Regions from separate parts of the Mus musculus genome. Here region 1 is linked to region 2. Evidence: chromatin contacts called from public Hi-C data. All regions are on one chromosome and are shown on one strand. Each heading gives the region's core, a stretch centred on a gene start, on an enhancer-like site or on the middle of the called end of the contact. The rest is flanking DNA. Distances are from core to core; before and after follow the strand shown.

What was found. A called contact is a pair of places that touch in the nucleus more often than the background predicts.
Region 1: a contact with region 2 is called in a Hi-C map of liver, with 1.8 times the contacts expected there. The contact joins two enhancer-like sites. A contact is called at or near these places in 3 of 39 promoter capture datasets (hippocampal neurons and liver), 8 of 484 Hi-C or Micro-C datasets (cerebral cortex, liver, muscle stem cells and 3 more), 2 of 115 datasets of contacts at active chromatin or transcription factors (embryonic stem cells and intestinal villus epithelium) and 2 of 9 other capture datasets (adipose tissue and liver).

The regions. Positions count from the first base shown.
Region 1 is chr8:76,982,445-76,985,700 of GRCm38.p6, reverse strand. The region is part of intron 2 of Nr3c2 (nuclear receptor subfamily 3, group C, member 2); the gene reads right to left. Among named protein-coding and RNA genes, the nearest start is that of Nr3c2, 82 kb to the right of the region's middle. Within about 2 kb of position 1,355, at least 8 of the 459 cell types and tissues checked have an H3K27ac peak or open chromatin away from gene starts, as enhancers often do. A contact at or near this core is called in liver, where this site is marked.
Region 2 is chr8:76,911,046-76,914,793 of GRCm38.p6, reverse strand. The region is part of intron 2 of Nr3c2 (nuclear receptor subfamily 3, group C, member 2); the gene reads right to left. Among named protein-coding and RNA genes, the nearest start is that of Nr3c2, 11 kb to the right of the region's middle. Within about 2 kb of position 1,958, at least 30 of the 459 cell types and tissues checked have an H3K27ac peak or open chromatin away from gene starts, as enhancers often do. A contact at or near this core is called in liver, where this site is marked.

The sequences.
Region 1 (3,256 bases), core at 106-2,605, 72 kb before region 2:
GATTCCAGTTAAGCAATCATGTATAAACATAGATATTAGCCTGAAATGTAAGACAGGCTGCTGAAGTGAATGATGAGACCATCAGCTTGGGTTTTCAGTTCATTAGCTTAACCACAATCCCAGCCTAATATCCATAAAGTCACCAAGGCAAGTATCATGCGCCTCCCAAGTTTACAGAACTACACACGTTCTTCGTTACTCCCAGCAGGAAAGATTTATGGTCAGCACTGCTATATCACACCAAGAGAGAATCTGAAGATTGTTTGAGGAGAAAATTAACTGCTTAAAGAACATTTTAAAAAAAATCTGGGTTTCTCAAATTCAATGTAAATGTCTTTAAAAAAGCATGGTGGTTCTTAAAAAAAAAATAGGAAAGAATAGTGTACAAATCACCATGTGCTTCTTCCATGCCCTTCATCCCCATATGTGTCAAGGCGGAGAGCTCCTCCCTGTTTCAGAGTGCTCCTCCCTGTTGCAGAGCGCTCCTCCCTGTTGTGTTCCCTCCACTGCTCACCTGAGGTTCACACATGTATTCCTGGCACCTCTTCAGCTCTCCTCTTTCTCTGTTCCGCCCATCAATCAGAGTCTCAAGCCAACTCTCCATTGGCATGCTAGCCTGCAAGGGTGGTGAACCACGCTCTGTTTTCACCACGACTGTCAGCTGTCCCCTCTCCTCTCCTGTCTGCCAGGCTTTCTCAGATGCCGCAGTCCTGCACACCCTGACTAGACTTGCTCCACAGTTAAGATTAGCTAGGTCTCTTCTTTCTGAGCTTCAGAGCATTCCTGACTTTCTTTCATTTGTAGCCCCTCCTCTGGGTCATGTGGTAGGAAGATGCCTGGGAACAATAGTACTCTTCCTTAGATGTGACTTTTTAACACTAAGAAACCGAGTACAATCAAATTCCTCACTCATCAAAGAAGGAGAAAGAAAACTGTTATTTTTAGCTTGCCCACCCCACCCTGCTATAGTTAGCACACGTCATTATTAGCAGCCGTAGTAGCCAACACTAGTACATTTTATCATAAACAAAAACAACATGTTACATTTACATATGCAGCCTTTCTGCAACTCAGGAACACCAAGCACACAGGGAGCTTGTACTTTGCAACAGTAGACACAGATGGCTTGCATTCTACATGAGGGAGAGGGGAAGGCACAGGATGACCCCTGGAGTACTGAAGTGGCATGGAGCCTGGCCCCAGAGAGCAAAAGGTAAGGAAGAGAAACTATTGAGTATCAGACAAAACACAAATAAGGGAATCCCTAGAAGTGATGATCTTTAACCACAAGGCTCCTGCCCTGCTGTGTGGAGCTGGACAGGGTCATGTGGGAACAGATCTGGTCTATACTGACCTTCAGAGCCTTCTCTGGCCCTCACCAACAATGTCCTTTTGGCACTGCTGCCCTTGTTACACTCAGCTCCTTTCTGACACTGCCCACTTTGTTGCCATTGACAACACTAGGTTAATATATAGTCTGTGCTTTAGATTCCTTGGGAAGCAGTGGGGCTGGTAACATTTGGCAGTTACCTGTCAGCAGGGGAAGATTTATATACTTTAATCTAGTATATAAAAAATAGCCCTAAATGGATCCCAAGGGCAAGTACCTAAACTGCAATTCCTCCCAGCATTGCACAAATGACTTGATTTTAAAATGTTTGATATAAATGGATAAAATAGATAGCCTACTGGGTAAAGTACATATTGCACAAACATGAAGACCTGAGCTTAGAGCCTCAGTATCCACAAAAAAAGGCTGAGCATCTGTGAAGATAGGCAGTTAGCACCAAGGCCATCAGGTTAGTGAAACAATGAGTTCAATGACAGACTCTGCCTCAAAAAAATAAAGTGGACAGCAATAGAGGAAGACACTGTTTGTTAGTCTCTGGCCTCCACGAATACATCTGTACACATAATTGTTTGTACCCACACATACACATATACCACTATCACAAAAATAAATGCCCTGAAGAAAGACAAATGGGGCCATCCAAGTTGGTTTGCCTGGGACCACCAGTTGAGGTGAGTGATGCATGGTGCCCTGAGACTCATTGTCCAACTCTGGGCTTGCTCTTCAGTCTGGAGGTACTTCGCAAGACCCCAAGAGCATCCTGCTTCCCAATGGAAACATTCAAGGGTCCCAAAATTAACCAGCTTAGAACCCTGCCCAACTAATCCCATCTCAGTCAGATCTGCTCACCATCCCACTGGGACACAGCCTGCAGAGTAGGGTCTGCCAGAAGTACAGTAAGAAGAACCTAACCTGGCCTCCACAGTCTGACCCACAGTTCTACCCATCTTCCCTGAAAAGTCCTGCTGCCATCAGGATCATCCAGCTAACACCAGGGAAAAACAGATACTTAAAGAACAGTGTGAGGACAAAATCAAGACCCAGAACAATATGGCACACCCAGAGTCCAGCTATCCTGATACAACAAACCCTAGATGTCTTAATGAAACTGAAACACAAGAAGATCTTAAATTCAATCTTATAAAGTTGATAGAGGCCTTTAAAGAGGACATGAATAAATAAATCCCTTAAGAAAACACAGGAAAATACATTCAAACAGGTTGAGTTATTAAAAGAAGAAGCAAATAAATTAAAGGAAATGCAGGAAAATAAAACAAAAGAAAGAAAATGAATAAAAATATTCAAGGCCTGAATAGGGAAATAGAAGCAATAAAGAAAACACAAACTGAGGCAATCCTGAGGTTGGAAAACCTAGGAAAGAGAGTAGGAACTATGGACATAAGTATCACCAACAGAATAAGGAGATAGAGGAAGAATCTCAGATGTAGAAGAGACGATAGAAGAAATTGATATATCAGTCAAAGAAAATGCAAAATCTAAAAAGTCCATGACACAAAACATCCAGGAAATTTGGGACACCATGAAAAGACCAAACCTAAGAATAATAGGAATAGAAGAAGAAGATTCCCAGCTCAAAGGCCCAGAAAACATCTTCAACAAAATCAAAGAAGAAAATTTCCCTAACCTAAAAAAAGAGATGGATAAGAAGGTTAGAGAACACCAAACAGATTAGACCAGAAAAGAAAATCCTCCTGGCACATAATAATCAAAACACTAAATATATAGAACAAAGAAAGAATTTTAAAGTAAGCAAGGGAAAAAGACCAAGTACCATATAAAGACAGACCTATCAGGATCACACCTTATTTCTCATCTGAAACTCTAAAAGCTAGAAGGGCCTGGGCAGAGGTCTTGCAGACCCCAAGAGACCACAGATGTAGGCCC
Region 2 (3,748 bases), core at 709-3,208:
TGCACTGTTCTCAAAAATTTCCTTGGTTTCAATTAATAAGTTTTGGATCAGTTCATCCAAGTTAATATGTATATTTAAGCATTATCAAGAAGCATAATTTTTTCTATACTTGAGTTTAGAAAGTAAAAGAAAAAGGATACAATATTTAGTAGCAGCAAGATTGAACTTTTTTTTTTTTTTTTTTTTTTTTTTTTTGCCAGATGAGCAATGGGAAACAAAAAGCAACATCTGAAAGGAGAAAGGGTATTATTTAGGAGGCAAAATATAAAGGCATCAAAACACTGAGGGAAGCCTAATGTTGCCCTGAAATTATGGCAGCGATATAACATCTGTCCTTACTTTGTCATTTAAGGACAGGCGAGGCTGGGCACACCCAGAATTTCAATACAGCAAAAGGCTTCAAATCTAGAAGTGATAAATCCCCAGGCCCTGGTTCCAACAGATCACAAGGTTGAAAACTACCTTAAGGTGAAATTGCTTAATTACTCTAACTGTACCTATGGATTTTAGTTCAATATTCATATCTAAGCATGACACTTAATAGAGCATGTTTAAGTGTGAAAAGGCAGATGTGCTGGGATTTAAATCCGAGACATTTGTAATGTGAGAAGCAAGACTTAACAGAAATACATTGTCACAGTGCTTTGTACACGATAGAACGCTTGTTTTGTTTTATATTGGTTTGTTTTCCCAGTAAAATGATCAACAGATTCTCCAGAAACAACATATATAAAGGAAAGTAACTGAACTTTCAGGACAAGCAAGTCTCATTTGAGAGTCATCTCAACAACAGTTTTTGTAAAAACTCGCCTAGAGAAATTGTAGATACGTTAGCCATCTTTAAAGTCAAAACAGTATGTAACATAGTGATATGTTAGCCATGTTCAAAGTCAAAACAGTATGAGACATATAGATATGTTAGCCATGTTCGAAGTCAAAACACCATGAGACAAATAAGGGACAGCATGCTGCATGTTTTCAGTCCCGAGGTCCCAGGCAAGGCTGAATACGTTTCTGGTAGTTGCCACCGCTGTTCACACACACAACATGCCTCCACCAAATCCACTCTGTTTCTGTAGTTCTCAGCATGTAGTTTCTTATATCTCTGCAGCTTATCTGGAAAGTTTACTGATAGGGAAAACTTGGCACAAACTTCTTGAATTCTGAGGCTTTTATGTCATCCGACAAAGTAAATTTAAATTAAAAAGGAAAAAAAAAAGCCAAGGATGATTGACAAAAGCAATGACCTGAGGTGTACTGAAATGTTCTCTTCTGTTATGAAGAAAACTACAGAGTATGGTAAGTACTTAATTGCTTGTATTGGAACCCACGAGTCTATGCCCTTTGAAACAGTGGACTTTATATTCAAAAGTCTAAGTCAATGTTAGCACTGCATTATGAGACTATCAAAGTGACTATGGTTATCGCCATAAACAGCCAGTGTTGTGTCAACAGAATGACCGGCGTGAGCCAGGAATAATGCAAATAAAAAGAACAAGGAATTCATAGCAGGTGTTGAATTTTATAAAAGGAAATACTGGATTAAAAAAACAGGACCAAAAAATGTCTCAACTTTTCAATGAAAGGTCACCCCCACCTATGCTCACTCTGACATGGCAGAGATTTTTTTCACCCAGATAAGGATATAGTTAGAGAGATGTGCGTGAAAAACAAAATTATTAGAGATCAGATTGACATTGTATCAAGAGAAACTCTTCTGAGCCTCTAAAGGAAGTCTCTATCATGTTATTGGGCAGACTCCACAGAGAATCATGTTTAACTCCTTCACTTTAAAACAAAGACACTGAGACCTGGAGAGATGGTGACTCACCAGGGGTCACAGCTTTGTTTGCACTGAGGCTGACAGGAAACTCTAACCCACATGACACACCAGGTCCAGTGTCCACCTGAAGGCTTTACATTTCGCTTTGTCATAATTTACTTTACAACTTGGAACTCAACCCCTTCCCTGGGAATGATTAACAAAGCAATGACTTTAGTCACTGCTCCCTGAGAATGCCCACACAGGGAAGACAACCCGCACATCGTGGCCAGTCCTCCTTTCTGTTGGCCTAAAGAAAGAATCTAGTCATTTTTCTTACTTGAATAAGATACTCTTTCCAGACAGTACTCAGTAGACTAATACCAACTGCATCACCTTTCAAGTTTCAAAACTTGTGGAGAACAGTGGGGCAGACCAGCGATGATCAGCTTCTATGTTAGAAGCACCTCCATTCTTATGCTTAACAAGTAGGAGCAGGGAAGCCTGGTGGTGCCTGCTTCCTCAGCATCTGGGAGGGAGGCTGAAATCAGTGAGCCTAAAGGCTTGGTTAGATAGCATAAAGATCTCAAAACAAAAATGTACCAAAGATTCAAAAGAATAATTAAAATGAAACCCTTGTTTATGTAAATTATAACAAAATTAAATTATAAGCAGAAATGGCTATTTAACTCATGGAGAACTATTACATACTAATATAAACATAAGTTTGTGAAAAATACCTTTATTTCTCCAAATGATAAACTTTGGTGAAGCAGTTGGCCATTTTTTTTCATGGCAAGTCTATTGTCTTCTTTTCATATGAGAGCCAGATTTTCATATCAACTCCTGCATCAACATAGACTAATGATTTGTTCCATGAATGTGAAAAAAACAAAGTATAACCTCACATGAATTTCTTAGAAACAGGAAGGATGCTTTCCTGGTGTGTTAGGATCCTTGCAGCATGATTCTTTGGGATCTCGGCAAAACCGGACACTGAGTGCTGTCATGGTAATAATGGATGCTGAATAGTTACAGTGTGGACTGAACCAGGCCCAAGCTACTCACACATCACTACATGAGTACCCATTGCTCCATCCTGCACTCCTGATGTATGAATTCATGAACCTCCTTGTGAAGGTCTTGGAAATCCCCTATCCTACTCTGAAATTTTTAAAATACGTTTTCCTGAGAGGAGGGCTGTTACTAAGACCCAGAGGCAATGTACATGTCCTTGATTTATCACAAGCATCAAGTCTTTAATTTACCCAACATTCCTTGAAATGGGATATTATCATCATAAGTGAAAAAAAAAAGGAAAAATCAGACTTTGTCTAAAAAGAGACAAAGAAAGAGACGAGTGATGAAACATGCATAAAAATTATTATAAGTGTATACCAAAATCTAGAAAACAGCCTATATACCCATTGATCCTTGAGCAAAACAAACAGGGTGACCTTCACCAGAGAAAGTTGTGAAGACTTCTCAATCTACAGGACAGCAAGCAACACTAGATATTTTCCAATGAGATGTGGAAGGCCTAATCTTAATTGACACAGAGCCAGCAAATGCACAAGCAGAAAGGATTCCCTTTTTCTGTATTTACAGGAGGAAGCAAACACTTTGAATGTGCATGATAACAGGCTGAGTGCTGATACCCATGATATATATGCCTAAGGATATGGGTTCCTGGGTAATCAGGAGGGGACTGAGACTCAATGGTGGAATATGGCATTCTGTGCTATGAACAACTGTTAAGAATGTCTTCTTTGTGGAACATTTACTTCTATAAAAGTAAGGAGAGAAAGGTTTGAGCCACTGATAAGGAGAAGAACCCTCAAACCAAAAGTTTTTTGCTTTGTGTTTGAAAAAGAAAACAGTAAAAGATATAAGACTGTAGATATGCCTTATAGTCTGTTAATAAAATGGAAATATTTTTCACAAAATAAAGGTTTAAGGAAATGAAGGGAAATACCCACATGTCCT